2 separate regions of the Sus scrofa genome follow, and region 2 is linked to region 1. The links are chromatin contacts, called in public Hi-C maps. All regions are on one chromosome and are shown on one strand. Each heading gives the region's core, a stretch centred on a gene start, on an enhancer-like site or on the middle of the called end of the contact. The rest is flanking DNA. Distances are from core to core; before and after follow the strand shown.

Region 1 (5,479 bases), core at 2,136-4,635:
CACCCCTTCTTTGCAGACCACACCCCCCTCCAGTCTCGTGGAGCCCCATCCTCGTGTGTTGTGTTCTCTGTGTACACCCACATATGCCGTAGGGGGGGCAGAGCCTGCCCTCCCTCCCGCCAAGCCCCCCCCCAAGCCAGGGGGTCCATCATTCCAGAAGCCTGACCTACAGACCTACTCTTTCTTGGAGGCTCTTTCCCCTGTCATAACCCTTAAACCTCCTGCCTCGGGCAGGGAGGCTGGCCCCTCGGCTGGGCCAGGCCCCGGGCCTTGTCTGCCCCATCTTCTCTCATCTCCCAGCAAAGAACCTGGCTCAACTTGGCGGTTGGTGGGGAGGACACATGCAGGCTCCCAGGCTGCAGGCCAAGGATGAAAAAAGCCAACCCCTACCATCCTCACAGAAGCCAAATTCAGGTGGACAGGAAAGTCCAGGCCCAGGTGGCTGAGGAGGACAGTGAGCTGGGTGGCCTGGCACTGGGCCTATAGGCCCGACACCAACAAGAGGCAGAGGCCCCTCCCCCACCTGGAGAGCAGGCAGGACCCAGGGTCCAGGGCTCCCCTGGACAGAGGAAGCTCTGCCCTTTGGCCCGCCTGCCTGTCCTAGCAGCAGGTGAATAGAATAGGGCCTCCTAGCCAGAACTCAGGATGAGCCCAGGAGGGGACAGAGGAGTGAGTCCTGGGGCCCTGGTTGATCAGGAGCTGAGTCCTGTGAGCCCCCCTCCCCAGTCCCACCCCTGGATGGTCACCCCCGGGTCACCAATGGCCAGTGGGGCAGGACAGACCAGGACTGCTTGGCGCCAGCTGCTGACCCCAGCCCGCCGGCCTGTCCCCCCCACCCCCAGACCATCTCAGACACCAGCCCCATGAAGCGCTCAGCCTCCGTGCTAGGCCCCAAGGCCCGGCGCCTGGACGACTACTCCCTGGAGAGGGTGCCGCCCGAGGAGAACCAGCGGCACCACCAGCGGCGCAGAGACCGCAGCCACCGAGCCTCCGAGCGTTCCCTGGGCCGCTACACGGACGTGGACACAGGTGGGTCGCCATTCAGGTCTCAGGGCCTGGAGACTCTGTAAGGGAAAGAGGAAGAGGAAGACAGAGCAGGGCAGACACTGAGAGAGAAAAGACGGAAAGGCCTGGAGGAGTTCCCGTTGTGGCTCAGCGGGTTACAAACCCAACTAGTATCCATGAGGATTCAGGTTCAATCCCTGGCCTTGCTCAGTGAGTTAAGGATCCGGCGTTGCTGTGAACTGTGGTACAAGTCGCAGACAAGATGTGGATCCCAAGTGGCAGTGGCTGTGGCTGTGGCTTAGGCTGGCAGCTGTAGCTCCAATTCAACCCCTAGCCTGGGAACTTCCACATGCCGCAGGGGCAGCCCTAAAATGCAAAAAAAAAAAAATGAACCCGAAACAGTGTCTGTCCATGAGGATGCAGGTCTGATCCCTGGCCTCGCTCAGTGGGTTAAGGATCCAGTATTGCCGCAAGCTGTGGCAATAAGTCAAGGATGCAGCTCAGACAGATCCTGTGTTGCTATAGCAGAGAGAACCAGCACCACTCCCAACACCCACCAGGCCGTTTTTGGTGTCCAAGGGAAGGTGCCCATGCCACCCCTCCCTCACACCCATCTGTCTGTCTGTCTTGATTCCATCCGGCCCAGGCTTGGGGACAGACCTGAGCATGACCACCCAGTCTGGGGACCTGCCATCAAAGGAACGAGACCAGGAGCGGGGCCGGCCCAAAGACCGGAAGCATCGGCAGCACCATCACCACCACCATCACCACCACCCCCCGCCGCCAGACAAGGAGCGCTATGCCCAGGAGCGGCCTGACCATGGCCGGGCCCGGGCCCGGGACCACCGCTGGTCCCGCTCACCCAGTGAGGGCCGTGAGCACATGGCACACCGGCAGGTGGGTGTGGCGGGAGACACCCCTGATGGGGAGCCCGTGGGGTCCAGGAGAGGAGGGGAGCCCACACCCCACAGCCACTCTGGCAGAGTCCCCATTCCCACTCCCACTGTGACCTCTGACTCTGCCCACCACTGGGCTCCCCCAGCCAGAGGGGCCTCTGCAGGGGTGGACACCGCCCCCTGCCACTTTGACTCCCCACTCTGCCCACCCCAGCCCCCCTGCCTGCCTGCCACCCCCTCCCCGCCTGCCCGAAGCTGCTTCCTCTTTGGTTGTGGATCACTTTTGAGTTTCCGGCCAGCGTGGTCTTTAATTCATGCCCACGCTGGCTGCCTGCTGCCTTTTGCTTTCCTTTAACCCGGCTTCCGTTTTTTGTTTCGATTATGATTTCTGTCCTCTGGACGCCTGTGAGTAATTTTTGAAATTTCTGCTATTTTAACCCCAAAACTTACAAAACTCCATTTCTCATTTCTCTTTTCACTTTGTTGTGTTGGTTTTCGACTTCCCCCTCCCTCCTTGTCTCTCTCCCCTCCTCTCTCTCCCCTCCTCCTCCCTCTCCCCTCCTCTCCTTCCTCCCCTCATCCCCCTCCTCCTCCCTGTGGCTGTTGCTTTTCTCCTTTTTTTCCATTCAAATGTCCTGTGTCCCCCTCTCTTCCTCCTCCCTGTCCCTCTCCCGCCCTCCTTTGGTTTTCCTTCGCCCCCAACCCTCCCGTCCTCCGTGTCTCCTCCCGTCTCCTTCTGGTTGATTTTGTTGTATCTTTTTTTTTGATTTCCTTTGTTTCAATTTTCGTGTAGGGCAGTAGTTCCGTAAGTGGAAGCCCAGCCCCCTCAACATCTGGTACCAGCACTCCGCGGCGGGGACGCCGCCAGCTCCCCCAGACCCCCTCCACCCCCCGGCCACACGTGTCCTATTCCCCCGTGATCCGTAAGGCCGGCGGCTCGGGTCCCCCGCAGCAGCAGCAGCAGCAACAGCAGCAGCAGCCGGCAGCGCGGCCGGGCCGAGCGGCCCCCAGCGGCCCGCGGAGGTACCCGGGCCCCGCGGCTGAGCCTCTGGCCGGGGAGCGGCCGCCCCCGGGGGGCCACGGCAGCAGCCGCTCGCCCGGGATGGAGCGGCGGGGCCCGGGCCCGGCCCGGAGCGAGTCCCCCAGGGCGTGTCGCCACGGCGGGGCGCGGTGGCCGGCGCCCGGCGCGCACGCATCCGAGGGGCCCCCGGGCCCCCGGCACCACGCTTACTATCGGGGCTCCGACTACGACGAGCCCGACGGCCCGGGCAGCGGCGGCGGCGAGGAGCCCCGGGCCGCCGCCTACGATGCGCCGCCCCCCGCGCGCCACGTGTGCTCGCCCAGGACTCCCCGGGCCCCGGGCCCGGCCTGCGCCTCGCCTTCCCGGCACGGCCGGCGACTCCCCAACGGCTACTACCCAGCCCACGGACTGGCCAGGCCCCGCGGGCCGGGCTCCCGGAAAGGCCTGCACGAAGCCTACAGCGAGACCGACGACGACGACTGGTGCTAAGCCCGGGCGAGGTGGCACCCGCGCCCGCCCGGCCCCCCCACGCACCCCACGCACACGCCCCCGGGGAGGAGCCGCACCGGCCGCGGGGCCACCTCGCTGCCACCTGCCCAGCACACGGGGGAGGGCCTAGGAGAGGACCAGCCGGACGACCCCGGACTCTGGAGGAAGTCCCCAGGGCCAGGACACACCCGGGCGTCCCGCAGAGACCCTCAGCCCGGACAAGCCGCTCCTGGGCAGCGACGGCGCGCCCCCAACCCAGCCCGGATCCCCCATGATGGGGGCCCTCCGGGGCAGACAAACCACACAGCCAAGGGATTCGAATTAACTCAGCCATTTTTGGAGAACCTTGGGGAAAATGGAAATTTCAAAAAAAAAAAAAAAAAAACATTTTTAAAAGAAAAACGGGGAGAAAAAAAATTGCTTCTATTGATGAGTTTTATCATCTCAATTGAATCTTTCCTTTCCCTGGTGAACGCGAGCTGGTGGCCCGTGTGTGGCGAAAAAGGCAGAAGCGAAGTGGAAACCCAGCGTCCCACACAGACCTCCACCAGACACACTCATACCCCACACACGTTCTCAGACACACACAGGAGTGCTTGCTGGTTATACCAAACCCTACTATTACTGCCTGCAGAAATCAATTTAAAACAAATAAACAATTTTAAAAAGGACAAAAAAATTAATGATTGAGAAAAGAAGCATTTTTTTCTGACATTTGGTCCTGCTTGAAATAACAAAAAGAAAAAAGAAAAAAAAAAAAAAACACCACCGATTTCCTTTGCTTCTTTTTTCCTTTTTCCTACCTTGTTTGAAAACTGTGGGCTTGGGACTGTGAATTATTGCATGACATTCAAAAAGAGAAAAAAAATAAAAAAAGTTGAATCAAAGGGCCTCTGGATGGGAGTGGTCTTTATATCCTCTGCAAAGTGCCCTCCAGTTCTCTTCAGGGGAACCTGGGAAGGAGGCACATTGAAAGTGGCTAAGGGTAGTTCCTGTTGGGGCTCAGTGGTAATGAACCCAACTAGTATCCATGAGGACACAGGTTTGATCTCTAGCCTCATTCAGTGGGTTAAGGACCTGGCATTGCCGTGAGCTGTGGTGTAAGTCACAGATGCAGCTCAGATCTGGTGTTGCTGTGGCTGTGGTGTAGGCCAACACCTGCAGCTCTGATTCATCCCCTAGCCTAGGAACTTCCTTATGCTGCAGACCCTAAAAACCAAAAAAAAAAAAAAAAATGTGGCTAAGGATGAAAAAGCCGCTGTGGCTCTCCAGCCAGTACCTTTAGCCATATCCGCGTATTTGCATATTTGTGGTTCCCAACCCAGCAGACAAGCCCCACACTTCCAAGAGCTAGGTACCCAGAGCTCCAGGGGTCCCAGCTGCCTTAAAAAGCCTGAGAAAGTGGAGTTCCCATCGTGGCGCAGTGGTTAACGAATCCGACTAGGAACCATGAGGTTGTGGGTTCGATCCCTGGCCTTGCTCAGCGGGTTAAGGATCCGGCATTGCTGTGAGCTGTGGTGTAGGTCACAGATGCAGCTGTGGCTGTGGTGTAGGCCGGCAGCTACACCTCCAATTCAACCCCTAGCCTGGGAACCTCCATATGCCTTGGGAGCGGCCCTAGAAAAGACCAAAAAAAAAAAAAAAAAAAAAGCTTGAGAAAGATAAAGCCAAAGACACTGACCAGAATTGGGGACAGGGCAGTACCCCCCACAGCCCCCCAGGGCTCCACCATCTGCTACTGCTTCTCCAGGCTGGGTTGTACTGAAAGCAACAATCCTTGGTGACCATCCTCATGATCAGCCACTGAGACCCCAGGGAGCATGTATGTGTGAGGTCTCAAATGTTAGCAAAACTCCTATTAGAAACACGCTGAGGAGGTAACTGGAAACCCAGTTCAGGGACCCTTTGCCAAGATAGCATCCCCACCATCTCCCACCGTGAGAGGTGAGCCTTGCCCCAGGCCTGGGCATCCAGCTCTCCCACCCCACCCCACCCACCTGCACCCAAAAAGCTGCCTCTGAAGGGCTCCACCACAAGCTGTATCCCATCACGCACTTTCCTGAGATGG
Region 2 (5,249 bases), core at 2,148-4,647, 70 kb after region 1:
ATGTTGGTAATAGCCATGTGATCACCCTGGGGAGAAAGAACAAAAGTGGAGGTGGGTCAGACTGGGGACCAAAGTAAGGAAAAGACAAACCAGGAAAAAAGCAAAATCCAGCTCCAGGCAAGCCCCCTCCTCTTAACCACCTCCCCCTGCTAGCCCACAGGTCCGTGACCCCTAACCTCCTGGAAAGAAGCTTCCACTGACCTGGCTTCCTGGGACACCGGGAAAACTCTGTCCGCAAGGGTACTGACCCATATCTTGGGAAGAGGCAAGGAGAGTCCTGGGCAGAGAGTGCCCACCAGGGAATCCGGAATAGTGGGGAGCTCTTGCGGTCATGCCTTTCAAAGGCCAGCTCCATATGACTGTGGGTTGGGGCTGAGGATCAGTCAATCCCAGTCTGCCACTGTCCAGCTGTGTGACCTGGGACAAGCCCCAGCTTCCTCCCTTTTACCACAGAGAAGGCCCAAGCTGAACCTGGTGGTGTGAGCAATCAATGAGCTCATCTAACCAGCAAGCTCACTGCAGGGCCTGGACAAGAAGAGCACTCCAGAGGCAGAGCCCTGGGATCAGTAGCACCAAAGGCCAGGGCCTGGGTGCAGGGGCCTGTTTTGATCCCTCTCAGTGACCTGCCTTCACCCCATCAGGAGCCTCTGAGACACAATGAACTGAGCTTTATATGCTCACCTTCTAGTAAGACACTTGAGAGAATGTGGGGGTACTGTGAGGTCCCAACCCCTAGGCTTGAGGGCCCCAAGGTGGGGAAAGAATCTAAGACCCTAAGGTGTTCAGATAACAGGGGTGGGGGGTGGGGTGTGTGTGTATATGCTGGGCTGCCTCCATGAAGATATACCGGTTAGAGATGTACAAGAGGGTGATAAACAATATGGGCAAGCTAGGTGTTCCAGACTATTTCCCAAGAATCCCACACAAACACCCTCCTGGCAGGCTCAAACTCTGGAACAGCCCGCAGAGGCTTGCCCAAAGGGTAGGTCGGGACCTAGAACCTGATAAATAGAGATGAGAGGTGTGAGAAAGAGTAAACACTTCAGGTTTGACTCCAACTTAACATCTGGCCGACAAAGGGGGGCGCACCTTGGCACGTGCCTTTTGATCACAGTACTTTCTCCGGACCTGCTCCTACACCCCCACAAGCCTACTTAGTCCAAAGGCTCTGCCTCTCCCTCCCAAAGCTCCTACAGTAGTTCCTCAACCTACCTGATCGCCCCCGTATCCGGCCCTCGCCACCCCTCCAACGCTCCCAGCACTAACCTCATGTGACCCCTGCAAACATCTCTGGGATCTCCTAACCGCCCCCACCCGAACTAACTCCGCCCACACCCACCCAGCTCCACTTCCTGGGCTTCTCCCCAGCCGCCCCCAAGCCTGTAACCTGACCCACCTCCTCCGGCGCCCCGACAGTACCTGCAAGCCCGGCCCCTCCCCGCCCCCCTCGGGGCCATTTCCCTCCAGCCAAGCCGCTTTCCCCTCCTCCCCCATTCCGCCGGCCCAAAGACCGACTCCTCCTCCCCCTCCCCCTCCGGCCTCCACGGGCGCCTCTTCACTTTTCCTCCTCCGGCCCTCCCTCCAACTTCCTGGGCCCCTAGCCACCTGCCCCGGCCTGGCCTCACGCCTCTCTGGCCGGGAATAGGGGGAGGTCTGGGCCCGATCCCGACGCCCGCAAGCCCCGCGGTCCCGCGCGGGGCTGAACGCTCGAAGCCGCTCGCGGGGGCCGGGACTCCCCACACACTCGCCGGCTGGGGCATAGTGCAGGCTACTGGCCAGGTTCCTGGTTGGAGGAGGCCCCCATGTCTTCCCTCCCCTCGCCCCTTAGCCAGACCTCGGATGCCCTCGGGCCGCCCAAGCAAGAGGAGGCCGGAACCGGGCCTGGGGCGGGCCGCCTCACCTGCGCCGTGGCCGCGCTCCGGGGGCTCCCGGCAGGCTCCGCAGCGGCGGCTGGGGCCGGGCCTGGGCCCGGGGCGCGCCCCCCTGCGCCGGGGCCTCGGCCTCCGCCTCCGCGGCCTCCGCGGCCTCCGCCTCAGCAGCAGCGGCAGCCGCGGCGGCCATTCATTGTGGGCCAGGCCGCCCCAGCCGAGCGCCGAGCGAGCGCAAGGCGCGCCGCCGCCGCAGCCCGGCCGGGGAGGAGCGGCCTGGCCCCGCCCGCGCACCGCCCCCAAAACCCGCCCCCCCGAGGCTAGGCCAGCCGAGCACCGAGAGCACACCCCTTCTTTTCTCAGTCTCCTCCCTCCGCCCCCTGGACTCAACGCCTGGACCTCGGCCCTGCTGGAGAGTTCCAGTCCCCACCCCGTCACCTTCTAGTCCCACAACCTAAAGCAAGTCGCTTTCCCTTCGGAATTTTAGTTTCCTGTAAAAACGCAAACAATAATGTCTGCTGTTTATTGTGTCAGGCACTGTTTTGTGTTCTTTATGGGATTATCTCGTTTAAACTTCACATTAACATCTTTAGATAGGAGTTATTTTACACACACACACACACACACACACTTTCAAAAAATAAGAAAGCACAGAGAAACGAAGAAACCTCCTCAGGATCACTCAGCAAGGAAGTGGTGGCGGGTTCCAGGATTCAAACCGAGGCTCAAGAAGAGACAATAAAAGTTAATACTTGGAGTTCCCTTGTGGCACAACGTGTTAAGTATCCGGTGTTGTCACTGCAGCGGCCCGGATCAAGTTCAGTCCCTGGGCTGGGAACTTCGACATGCCACAGGCATGGCAGAACAAGTATTTTATGATGCTTATGCGATGCCACGTTCCATTCTAAGCATTTCACTCATTTAATTCTCGTCACAACTCAATAACGAAAGTTTAAAAGTTCTGCCCATTTTGCAAATGTGTAAATATGAGCAGAGAACATTAAGAACAAGTAGCAGGATGAGCTGGGGAATACAGGCCTCTATGCCCTCCTTTCCTACACCACTTAGAACCTACTGAAGGTTTACTATGTGAGAGGGACTACTTTGCACATTTTCCAATGTCGTTTAATTTTTGCTCTATAGGATTCTTCTCTAACAGGTAAGGAAAGTGAGTATAATTTAAATAAAGTGCCAAGAGCATGTGGTAGGACTGAGTTTCAAACGCAGTAAATCTGTTTTCAGAGCCTGAGTTATTCCTGCAGGATGCCCTGAAAATAATGTGCTTAAAACCCAGGAAACAGGAGACGATCAATAGGTGTTGGATTTCCGCTTATCGCCCCTTTTCTGAGCCTCACCCTCCTCATCCGAGAAATGGGGCTAGTGACGTATTCCCTCCCAGGGGAGCCGCAGTGATTGAGGCCACCACACAACACGTTCAGCTCTTTGCGCCGTGCATTTTGATTCCCGCTGCCCACTGTAGGTAGCATCACTGATTGACTGGATTCTGTCACGTGACGTGCCCTCCCACTGTGCCAACATGGCGGCGCCCAGGTCCTAATCCGGGAAACGTGCACCGAAATTAATTCGGTTTTCCGTGCCGCGAGAGAAGGTGAGGAGGGCCTGGGCGACGCGAGGAGGGATCCTGGCCAGGGGCGGGCCCGCTCGAGGGCTTCCAACTTCGTAGGGGCAGTTCTCCAAAGACGGGGGGAGTGGTGTCAATTTACCGAGGCCTCAGAGTCTCCTTAGTCCCTACTTTAGTGACATGTAAGCCACCCTGCCCGGGAACGCACCTCTCTGATGTTCTCCCTGTTCCCTCCCCTGCCCTCCGAACCAGGCTTGGTTGGCAGAGGCGCCCGCGGATGTCCCGTGGGAGGATCGTTCTGTGGCTAAGCCTGACTCTCCGCTCCGCCCGCAGTATCTGTAGAGCCCGGTTTATGGAGGGGCAGCCCCAAGGGCCGCCAGATCCAGCGGCAATGGAGAATGGCACCGAGCACCGCGGAGAAGAGTTCCCACCTGAGGCTCAGGAGACGACGGTCACCGAGGGGGCCGCCAAAATCGTCTTCCCCAGCGCCAACGAAGTTTTCTACAACCCGGTGCAGGAGTTCAACCGGGACCTGACGTGAGTAGGGGTCCCAGATTAGCTTGGCAAAGGGCAGTGGGTCTGTGCGGATGAGGAGATGTGAGCTGACTGTCTCCCGCAGATGTGCTGTGATCACCGAGTTTGCTCGCATTCAGCTTGGGGCCAAAGGAATTCAGAGTGAGTGAAGGTCCGGGTTCCTGGTGGGCAGGGGTGTCACACAGCTCTCTCCTTGCCCCGCCCCTTCACGCTCTTACATTTCAGAAAGGCTCCAGCCCTTTCTGTTCCAGGGACTTTGGGGAAGATTTTCTTTCCTGGATCTTCTGAATATTCTGAAGAGCAGGGGAAGGTTTCTCAGAGGGCACTTTGATATCCTCTGACTTGCACTTCTGGGTGGCTGCAGTCAAGGTGCCAGGTGAGAAGGACTTGCAAAAGGTGGTGGTGGACTTGTCGGAGCAAGAGGAGGACAAAGCTGAAGTGAAAGAGGGTGCCCCAGGAGACCAACCTGGAACAGCTGCCGTGGGGGATATCTGCGAGGTGGGCCCTGAACATAGAAGGTGGCAGTTCTGGGGTCCAGTGGGTGATGAAGGAAGGGAAGAGCTGTAGGAGGTGGGTGGGGGAGTGGTTCTTCTCTGGGCCCAGCAGAAGATGGAGATATCCATGTGAATAGGGCTCCCTGCTTACTCCAACAGGAAGGCCTGCGAGTGCTGGAGGGTCTGGCAGCGTCAGGGCTACGTTCCATTCGCTTTGCCAGAGAGGTGCCTGGGCTCCGATCCGTGGTTGCCAACGATGCTTCTGCCAGAGCCGTGGATCTCATGCGCCGCAATGTACAGCTCAATGATGTAGCCCACCTTGTACAGCCCAGCCAGGCAGATGCCCGGTAGGTTCTGGGCAGTAGAGGCTGGTTGCTGGAAGGTGCTTTCTGGAACAAAGTGGCCTGGAGTTAAATCCTAGCTATGTCATATTCTTGCTCTGTGACCTTGGGAGAGTGGCCTTAACCTCTCTAAGCCCTAGTTCCTTTGTCTGTAAAACAAAGACAGTAGTCTTACAGGGATTGCTATACTGATTTAAGCGAGTTATACTTGTAATGGCTTGTGTTCTGAGTTAGGAATAAGTACCGTTACCGTTTCCATTTGAGACTTAATTTCTTATACTTTTATTCAGTCGAGTAAACCAGTGTGGATCTAGGGTCTGCTATGTGCCAGGCACTGTTAGCATCAGGACTGAGTCAGTAAACAATACAGGCAAAATCCCTGACTTTGTGGAGTTTGTAATGCAGGGATCAGCAAACTGCAGCCTGCAAG

The links. Hi-C and Micro-C count contacts between places; a contact is called where the count stands out from the background.
Region 2: a Hi-C map of omental adipose tissue shows a contact between it and region 1, with 1.9 times the contacts expected there. The contact joins the promoter of TRMT1 here to the enhancer-like site in region 1. A contact is called at or near these places in 8 of 47 Hi-C or Micro-C datasets (alveolar macrophages, blood, embryonic fibroblasts and 3 more) and 1 of 2 datasets of contacts at active chromatin or transcription factors (alveolar macrophages).

Annotation. Positions count from the first base shown.
Region 1 is chr2:65,866,771-65,872,249 of Sscrofa11.1, forward strand. It overlaps CACNA1A (voltage-dependent P/Q-type calcium channel subunit alpha-1A), which reads left to right. Exons shown (of 54, transcript XM_021083710.1): 52 at 843-1,029; 53 at 1,652-1,902; 54 at 2,695-4,298. The coding sequence ends at 3,411. Among named protein-coding and RNA genes, the nearest start is that of IER2, 43 kb to the right of the region's middle. Within about 2 kb of position 3,386, at least 44 of the 83 cell types and tissues checked have an H3K27ac peak or open chromatin away from gene starts, as enhancers often do. A contact at or near this core is called in alveolar macrophages, liver, omental adipose tissue and 1 more, where this site is marked.
Region 2 is chr2:65,936,756-65,942,004 of Sscrofa11.1, forward strand. It overlaps TRMT1 (tRNA methyltransferase 1), which reads left to right and starts at 3,398. Exons shown (of 17, transcript NM_001243450.1): 1 at 3,398-3,477; 2 at 3,784-3,987; 3 at 4,070-4,125; 4 at 4,349-4,482; 5 at 4,638-4,825. The coding sequence starts at 3,803. It overlaps NACC1 (nucleus accumbens-associated protein 1), which reads right to left and starts at 2,085. Exons shown (of 6, transcript XM_003123340.6): 1 at 1,901-2,085.